Linked DNA regions of Rattus norvegicus: region 1 is linked to region 2. The links are chromatin contacts, called in public Hi-C maps. All regions are on one chromosome and are shown on one strand. The core of a region is the stretch at or near the end of the contact, and the rest is flanking DNA. Distances in the headings are between cores, read along the strand shown.

Evidence for each region. Hi-C and Micro-C count contacts between places; a contact is called where the count stands out from the background.
Region 1: a Hi-C map of kidney shows a contact between it and region 2, with 4 times the contacts expected there. The contact joins the promoter of Fibcd1 here to the promoter of Abl1 in region 2. A contact is called at or near these places in 4 of 12 Hi-C or Micro-C datasets (hepatocytes, kidney, liver and 1 more).

The regions. Positions count from the first base shown.
Region 1 is chr3:35,522,280-35,525,853 of GRCr8, reverse strand. It overlaps Fibcd1 (fibrinogen C domain containing 1), which reads left to right and starts at 1,712. Exons shown (of 7, transcript NM_001107829.2): 1 at 1,712-1,942. The coding sequence starts at 1,871. LOC120101519 (a long non-coding RNA gene) reads right to left here and starts at 1,643. Exons shown (of 2, transcript XR_010064751.1): 1 at 1-1,643.
Region 2 is chr3:35,375,538-35,379,121 of GRCr8, reverse strand. Abl1 (ABL proto-oncogene 1, non-receptor tyrosine kinase) reads right to left here and starts at 1,535. Exons shown (of 11, transcript NM_001100850.1): 1 at 142-1,535. The coding sequence starts at 277.

The DNA.
Region 1 (3,574 bases), core at 463-2,962, 150 kb before region 2:
TGTACACCCTGGGACCTTTGGATCCCTTACCCCGTTTAGGACTGCCCAGAGAGATTTTTAGTGCACACCTTGCCTGGCGTCAAAATTCTCTCCCAGCACTGTGGAATCAGACTTGGGATTCCTAAGACCTACTTCTTGTGAGGGGCCCTGGGAAATCCTTTTTCTCGTCCATCCTTGCTTGCCCAATGAGGAAACAGGCTCTGAGAGAGTATGAAGCCTGTCTGAGGTTCCAGCAGGGAAGTTTGAACCCTAACCCCTCAGATGCTTATGGAAGGTGCCTGCTTCTGAATCCCAGAAGAGAGAGCCCTTCAGATTGAGGTGCTGTTAACCCTTTGGATACAAGGGGAACCTATGTCAAGAGAGGTTTAGTGGCCAGTAATCACAGTTTCCCGCTTAGGCCTGAAGGATCTCTGGGTCACCTACAACCCTTTTAAGTGATGAGGAGTTGCGGGGTGGGGGGTGTTTCAGGTTGACACAGGTACATCCTCAAGGAACTGGCTTCTGACCCCAGCCTTAGGTTACTGGGCAGTAACTCTGGCAGCTTGCTGGTGGGAAACCGGGCTGGGACTGCAGGAGACGACAGCCACCGGTAACTCTGGAAGTTCGTAGACTGTAGGACCGAGTTTCTGGCTGGTGACAGTCTGGGAGGGCATGTGGCCACGGTGCCTAGCTCCAGCTGCGATCCTAGGGACCACTCTGCCTGTGTTAGGCTCGGGCCCCACCCTCACAAGGTCTACCCCACGTCTGCCAGGCACCTAGAGGGACGAGAAGAGGGATGAAGACGAAGATGGGGCGACAGACTGGAAACCGGTGGGAGAGAGACGACGCCGGTGCCAGGGAACAGCAAGGCGGCCAGAGCGCCCTGGAGCCGGAAAACAGCTTTAAGAAGTAGCGGGGGGCCCAGGCGTCTCTGCGGAGCTGGGGGAAGGGCGGCCGGCGGGGCGCGGCGTGGGGCGCGTGGGAGCCACACGGTCGGAGTCACAACAGCAGCTCGTTAACCGCGCAGATTAAGGACTTTGTCAATTACCTCCGAAGGCTGCTCGGGCGGATTAAACGCTTTAAAAAGTGTTGCTGGTGGGAGGGACGACTGAGAAGCCCCCACTGGTGGCTCACATCCCTCCTCCAGCGGTTGGGATAGCTCCAGGACGGCTTTGGAGGGGTTGGCGGGGACTCCGGGTGGGCAGATGCCTTGGGGGCGTGCAGCAGCCCTGCTGCGGAGTGGGGGACTCCAGCACCAGGCCCCAGGGCTGGAGATTAGCCGGCCACGTGCATACTTGCCCAGGACCTGGAACCCCGGAGCCCCGCAAGGGACAACCGGTCTCCGCTTAGCCCCTTCCTTAGGGGTGATCTCTACACCTGGGACTTAGAGGAGTCCTGCCCTAGAGGAAGTTTGCGCGGGGCACCGCAGGGTGCGAAGGTTCCTCGGGGAGCCGTTGGCTGCCGTCACGCCCGCTGCTGCTGGCTAGTCCCCTCTCTCAACCCCTAGCGACCCGGCTGGAGCGGGAGTCACTCTTAGAGCCCTTGGGGGAGGAGGGGAGCGCGTGCCCGGGAAGCTGCGGGGAGCAATAAAAGGCCCTGAGAGTCCGAGACGAAGACGCGGAGACTAAGCCGGGAGGAAGAGGGCGGAGCGCGCGGGAGGCGCGGGAGCGGGACGCGGGGACGGCGCGGCGCGGGCGGCTCTCGGAGGCTCGCGCCCGCGCTCCCAGCAATCACACGCGCTCACACGCAGCCTAGCTTGCGGCCGCCGCTCCCGGGCCACCCCGGATCCCCGGCACCGAGGGGACCTCCTGCAAGTGCAACGCATCCTGTGCACCCCTCGCCTCCTTTGCGCTCGCCCTCGCCCCGCACCCCTTGCGGGTCCTGCAGGAAGATGGTCCACGAGCGGTGGAAGACCGTGGGCGGCGCGTCCCAACTTGAGGACCGACCGCGCGACAAACCGCAGGTACCCACGGGCGCGGGGACCGGTGTGGGGGCTGGAGTTTGGGGAGCTTGAGCAGAGATTAGGGGGAGTACCTGCTCTTCTCCTCCCCTCAGCGGAGACTTGAACTCTAGGCTCCCTGCAGAAGGCACCGGCTTCAGCCAGTCCCCACCCCCATCGGAGACCCCGGTGCTTGCTCGTGCAGTGAGGAGAGAGGACCTATAGTTGGTTGTGGATCAGCCCTTCAGTTGGGGACAGCCGACAGATGACCGGCGCGCAGAGTCCCATTCACCCACAGCCTCAGTGGGGGTCCTCCTCACTAGCAATTCCTTAACCTATGCCAGGCGCCCCACTCATCTTTCCAGGCTTCAAGAGCAGGACCCCCCCCCAGGTCCTCCCTCTTTACCCAGGCGCCCAGATTCAATTGGGGAACAGTAAATATTAATCTCCCATAAGAAGCCTAGGCACTATGATTCTCTGACTTTTAAGACCAGGAGAACAAGACTCAGAGAGGTCCCGCTGCAGCCCGAGGCCACGCAGCCCTATAGGGATTTGAACCTAGGTCTGGCTGATCTCTTTACCTACTGCCTCTGCAGGGACAGTGAAGTGTCCCGGCTTGGAGGGTGCCCAGGGCTGTGCAGTGCACCAACTGGGACAGAGCAGGGAGGGGCTGCTGACGTACTGGGCATCCAGCTTCTGAGGCAGAGGGGTGGCCGCAGGACTGCCCCAGGCTGAGCCATCAAGGGACTGGGATAGACAGGCATAGTGAAGAGGCCATTCGCCAAGGAGAGCAGATAATGGGGCTGCCCGTTTTAAATTTTAAATTTCTCCCAGACAGATGTCACTGGGGAAGGAACAGTGAGAGTTTGCAACCAGAGAAGGAGGAGGAGGTGGCAGGGGCGGGCGTGGCCACCCCTCACTATTCAAAGCTGCAACCTGCCTGTCTTTCAGAGTAACACTGGTCTGGCAAGGGGACCAGCTAGCTGCAGTTTGCAAAGCTAGCTCTTCCCAAGTACACATTTCCCACGTCGCAGATAAGGATCAGGGAGGTTGGACATGCCCAAGACACACAGCATGTGAGCCAGAGAGCTAGGACTCTACCTTTCAAACCGCAGACTGGTTCTATTGCTTCCCTGGGTGGTCTGTCCCCCTTCTTAACTGTTCCTGTCTTCACTGTGTCCCCAGGTGGCAGGGCCCGTTCTGCTGAGATCTTAAAGGAGCAGTGGAAACTTCAAGGCTGGTCCCCAAGGCTGCCCCAGCCTGGTTCGGTCTTTCCTCCTTTTGGTACCTTATGGGTCTCACTGATTGTTATTTCCCTCCCTGGGCCCAATCCCACCTCAAGACCTTTGCTCTCTCATTTGATTGACACCACCAGGCTCCCAAATGCTGCATACCCAGGGACACCCTACCTGTCCTACACAGTGTGGGAAAGAGGCTGCCTCCTCTTGGAGGCCTCCCTGATTGCCTGGGGTGGGGCTCTTGGTCCAGACGGTTTCACTATTTTTTAAAGTATGCCCCTGGCTCTAGATCCCTTCTCCCTTTGGAGCTCCCTGGAGCCACAAGTGTCCCCATTGCCCACTACCAAGGCTGTTGCCTTTCCCGGAAGCCCAGCTGAGGTAAGGGCCATTGCTGAGGTCAGAAGCTTGAAATCTGCCA
Region 2 (3,584 bases), core at 286-2,785:
GGACTCAGGCAAGAGCCAGCAACTCAAGCAGACTGAATGAACCCACAATTTTCTTATACAAGGAACTGACACAAGTTTTGTTACAGAAACTTCTTTGATGCTTAAGGAAAAACAATGATCTGAAACCTGGAAAGCACTCACCATGTTCCACAAAGACATTGCAGTGTGGGCCCCCATGTCTCGATGAGTCCCTCTTCCCTGCCCCTTTGATAAAATGTAGGGCGGGCAAACTAGGCCTTCTTTGGTCCCCAAGTACTTTTCCAGGCTGCTGCCCCATAAAGCAATGACAGGCGCCCCTTTCCAGAAGAGGGTTCAAGATCTTCCAGAATGGTCCGTGGGGGTTAGCAGGCAACAGTATATACCCAGAAGTTCACACCACCGACCTGGGTCAGTAACTTGGGTCAATCACAGACAGACAACTTCCAGGAGCAAAGGAAGCTGGTTTTGAGGTTCACACATGTAAACAGGAATCCGGAATTCTTTTCCAAGGTAATTAGTTTGAAGTCATGTAACCACAATGCTACCCAAAGTTTCTTGAATCTAAGTCTATGTTGCAGGCTGAGGAACCCTTTCTTTGCAAGAGTAAAACTATAGATAAAAATAATCACAGAGAAGTCAAAAAAGTGCCAGCAGTACCGAAAGTCATTTCAACTCCCTAGCGCGATGGAAACATTGAGCTTCTTTTATATTCTCTGCAATCTTTCCTTTGGAAGTCAACCAATCCCCTATCTTTGTCTCTCCATCTTGTAACAAATTTCCTGCCGCCCTCACTTCCCTGCCCTGGTCTCCGGAAAATGACACGGGTCACACAGATCTCAACGAGAGCTTGCTCTCCACTCTGCCGAGAAGGAATGCATGACCAGCAACTTTTAAGTCCGCTTTTTAAAAGGCCTGTGAAACCAATCCAGACTTTTCCTTTGCATTAAAGTTTTGGGCTGCACTGAGACCAATGGGGCTGTAGGTGACATTGGAAGAAGTCAGGACATCGGAGACCCGGCGGATGCAATCTGGGAGGACCCCCGGAGATCTCTTGACAGCAAGGAGATGATTTGAATAAGGGGCTCCGTGGCCAAACTTGGGTTGAAATCGAGAGAAGAGCGACCTGGGGGTGAGAAAGAGACTTCCCCAGACAGGGCGCGGGCGGCTTACTCTGGGGCGACGCTTCTTCTCAGGAAACAGGGTGTCCCAGGTAGGGAGAAACTGAGACCACTCTGGTGTTCCAGAGCCAGAGCAGGGCTATGAGGGACGATGGACTCCCGCGGTCCCGAACCAGGAGTCAGTCACAGGGGAGGAGGCCCCGCGCCTCAGCTGCCCCGAGCGGAGGGGTCTCTACCCTAGAGACCCCTCCCCCGGCCCCAGACTCTGCAGCCGCCGCCGAGCAGTCGCATGCCCCGCTCTGCCGAAGAACCCGGCTTCTCCAGCCAGTGGTGGTGTGTGCCGCGGAAGGGTTCCTCAGCCGCAGGACCCGACACCCGGTTCCAGCTCCGGCGCCTCTCAGGGATAGACACCAACCCCCGAGGCCGCCATGATGGATTACGAGCCGCGCCACAACGAGGCCAGGCCCCGCCCCCGGTCCCGCCCCCAGCGACGCCGGAATCTCCCGAGCGAAGTCCAATAGGCCACCGGTGCCGCTCTCCTACACGCTGCCGCACCTTCGGGTTTCCAGCCTCACTGCCTGCGACAGCCCGGCTCCTCACGACCTTTTAAAGGTAGCTTTTCAGAGCTCAAGGTGAGCGATGAGGAAGCGCCCGCCCCACCTGCTTTATCATTGGTCTTCGATAACCAGTGTGTCCCTCACCACCGTCCAATTGGCCAGTGAGCGCGAGAGCCCACAGCTAGCTGCGAGCGGTGCTGCCAGGAGGAATACTGGGACTTGTAGTCCCGGCGCCCATAGGCTGCTCTCGGAGGCCCAAGCCTCCAGCTCCCATAGCTACAGAGAGCCGGCCCCGCCTCCTGGAAGCCGGTGGACTCCGGTCAGCGCACTTCTTCACCGCTTTAGTAAGATCGCAGGAGATTCAGAGATAGGGGAAAACTACGGATTGGAGTTTTCCAGAACCGGAGTTAGATTCCTTCTTTGAGCCTCGCTGGGGAGAAACTTTGGCTCCTAGAAATTAAGATGACCGGTGCGTTGCATCCTCATCACTTGGGAAAGGCCCAAATATGGGAACCTGGGAAGAAGTATTGAGAAAGCAAGCATCCTTTGGGATAGGAGGTTGAAGAAACAGCGTCAGTTCAGAGTATGCCAGGCGAGATCCTGCTTTCGTGTATGCTTGCACTAGTATGAATCCTTTCACAGGTGAGACACATGTCCTCCTAAAAGTCGAAGTTAGGCGAAATTTGTCGAGGTTATTAGACCTCAAAAGTCTGAGAAACTATCCCACACCTGTGAAAGTTCATCCTCTGGTCTCCTAGTCTTCATTGTCCCTATTACCGGGACCCATTTCTAAAGGGACCCACTCATCACAGCACTCACACTGCCTGCACTTTTACATAAAATGCTTTATCGCTTTATCGTATGCAGTGCTGTTCCCATAGCACAGATGGAAAAGCATTCATAGCTATGGTTGAAGTGTCATTTAAGAGTCGCTACTACTTGCTCAAAAACATGGCTTTTCTACTGAAGCATTCAGTTCCAAATAACTGTTAAACAAAGAAAGAAAATGGCATTCCGATTATTAAAGAACAGTCACCTGGCTGGGTGATAGTGGCCCACGCCTTTAATGCCAGCACTTGGGAGGCAGAGGCAGATGGAGTTCAAGGCCAGCCTGGTCTACAGAGTGAGTTCCAGGACAGCCTGGGCAACACAGAGAGATCCTGTATTGAAACAAAACAAAACAAACAAACAAAGAAAACAGAAACAAAAAGTCACTTGAAATACTGTGAAGCAACTGAAAATTTGTGCCCAGATTCAGAACTGGAACTTAAATTCACTCACAGAATAATCTGGTTGTCATGTTATTTGAATTGCAGTTTGGCTGTCCAGCTTTCTCTTAACTTGTACCACCAGTCTTCAAATGGGTGCCCCTGTTCCCCTCTGATTATTTATCCGTGCTTTTTTATTTGAAGAGTCTATTTTTTTAAAGATCTATTTACTATATATAAGTACATTGCAGCTGTCTTCAGACACACCAGAAGAGAGCATCAGATCCCATTACAGATGGTTGTGAACCACCATGTGGTTGCTGGGAATTGAACTCAGGACCTCTGGAAGAGCAGTCAGTGCTCTTAACCACTGAGCCATCTCTCCAGCCCCTGAAGAGTCTATTTTTTAATTCCTGTCCCTGCTTTAACCATTTCCTTTCCTTACCCACATTCTTCATCCTCTGATTAAACTCTAAGTGAACAATCGAACTGCAACTTTTTAAAAAGCTTTTTTTTATTTGCATGCATGTATGTGTGCTTGACTGAGCTTATGTGCATCACTATCATGTCTGTTGCTAACAGACACTAAGGGGCATCAGAAGACCCGATCAGACATGTATATGAGCTGGACACCAAACCCAGAATGTCTGCAAAAGTAGTAAGTGTTCTTAATTGAACCATCCCTTCAGCACCCCGAACTGCAGCTCTTCAATAAATAGTTC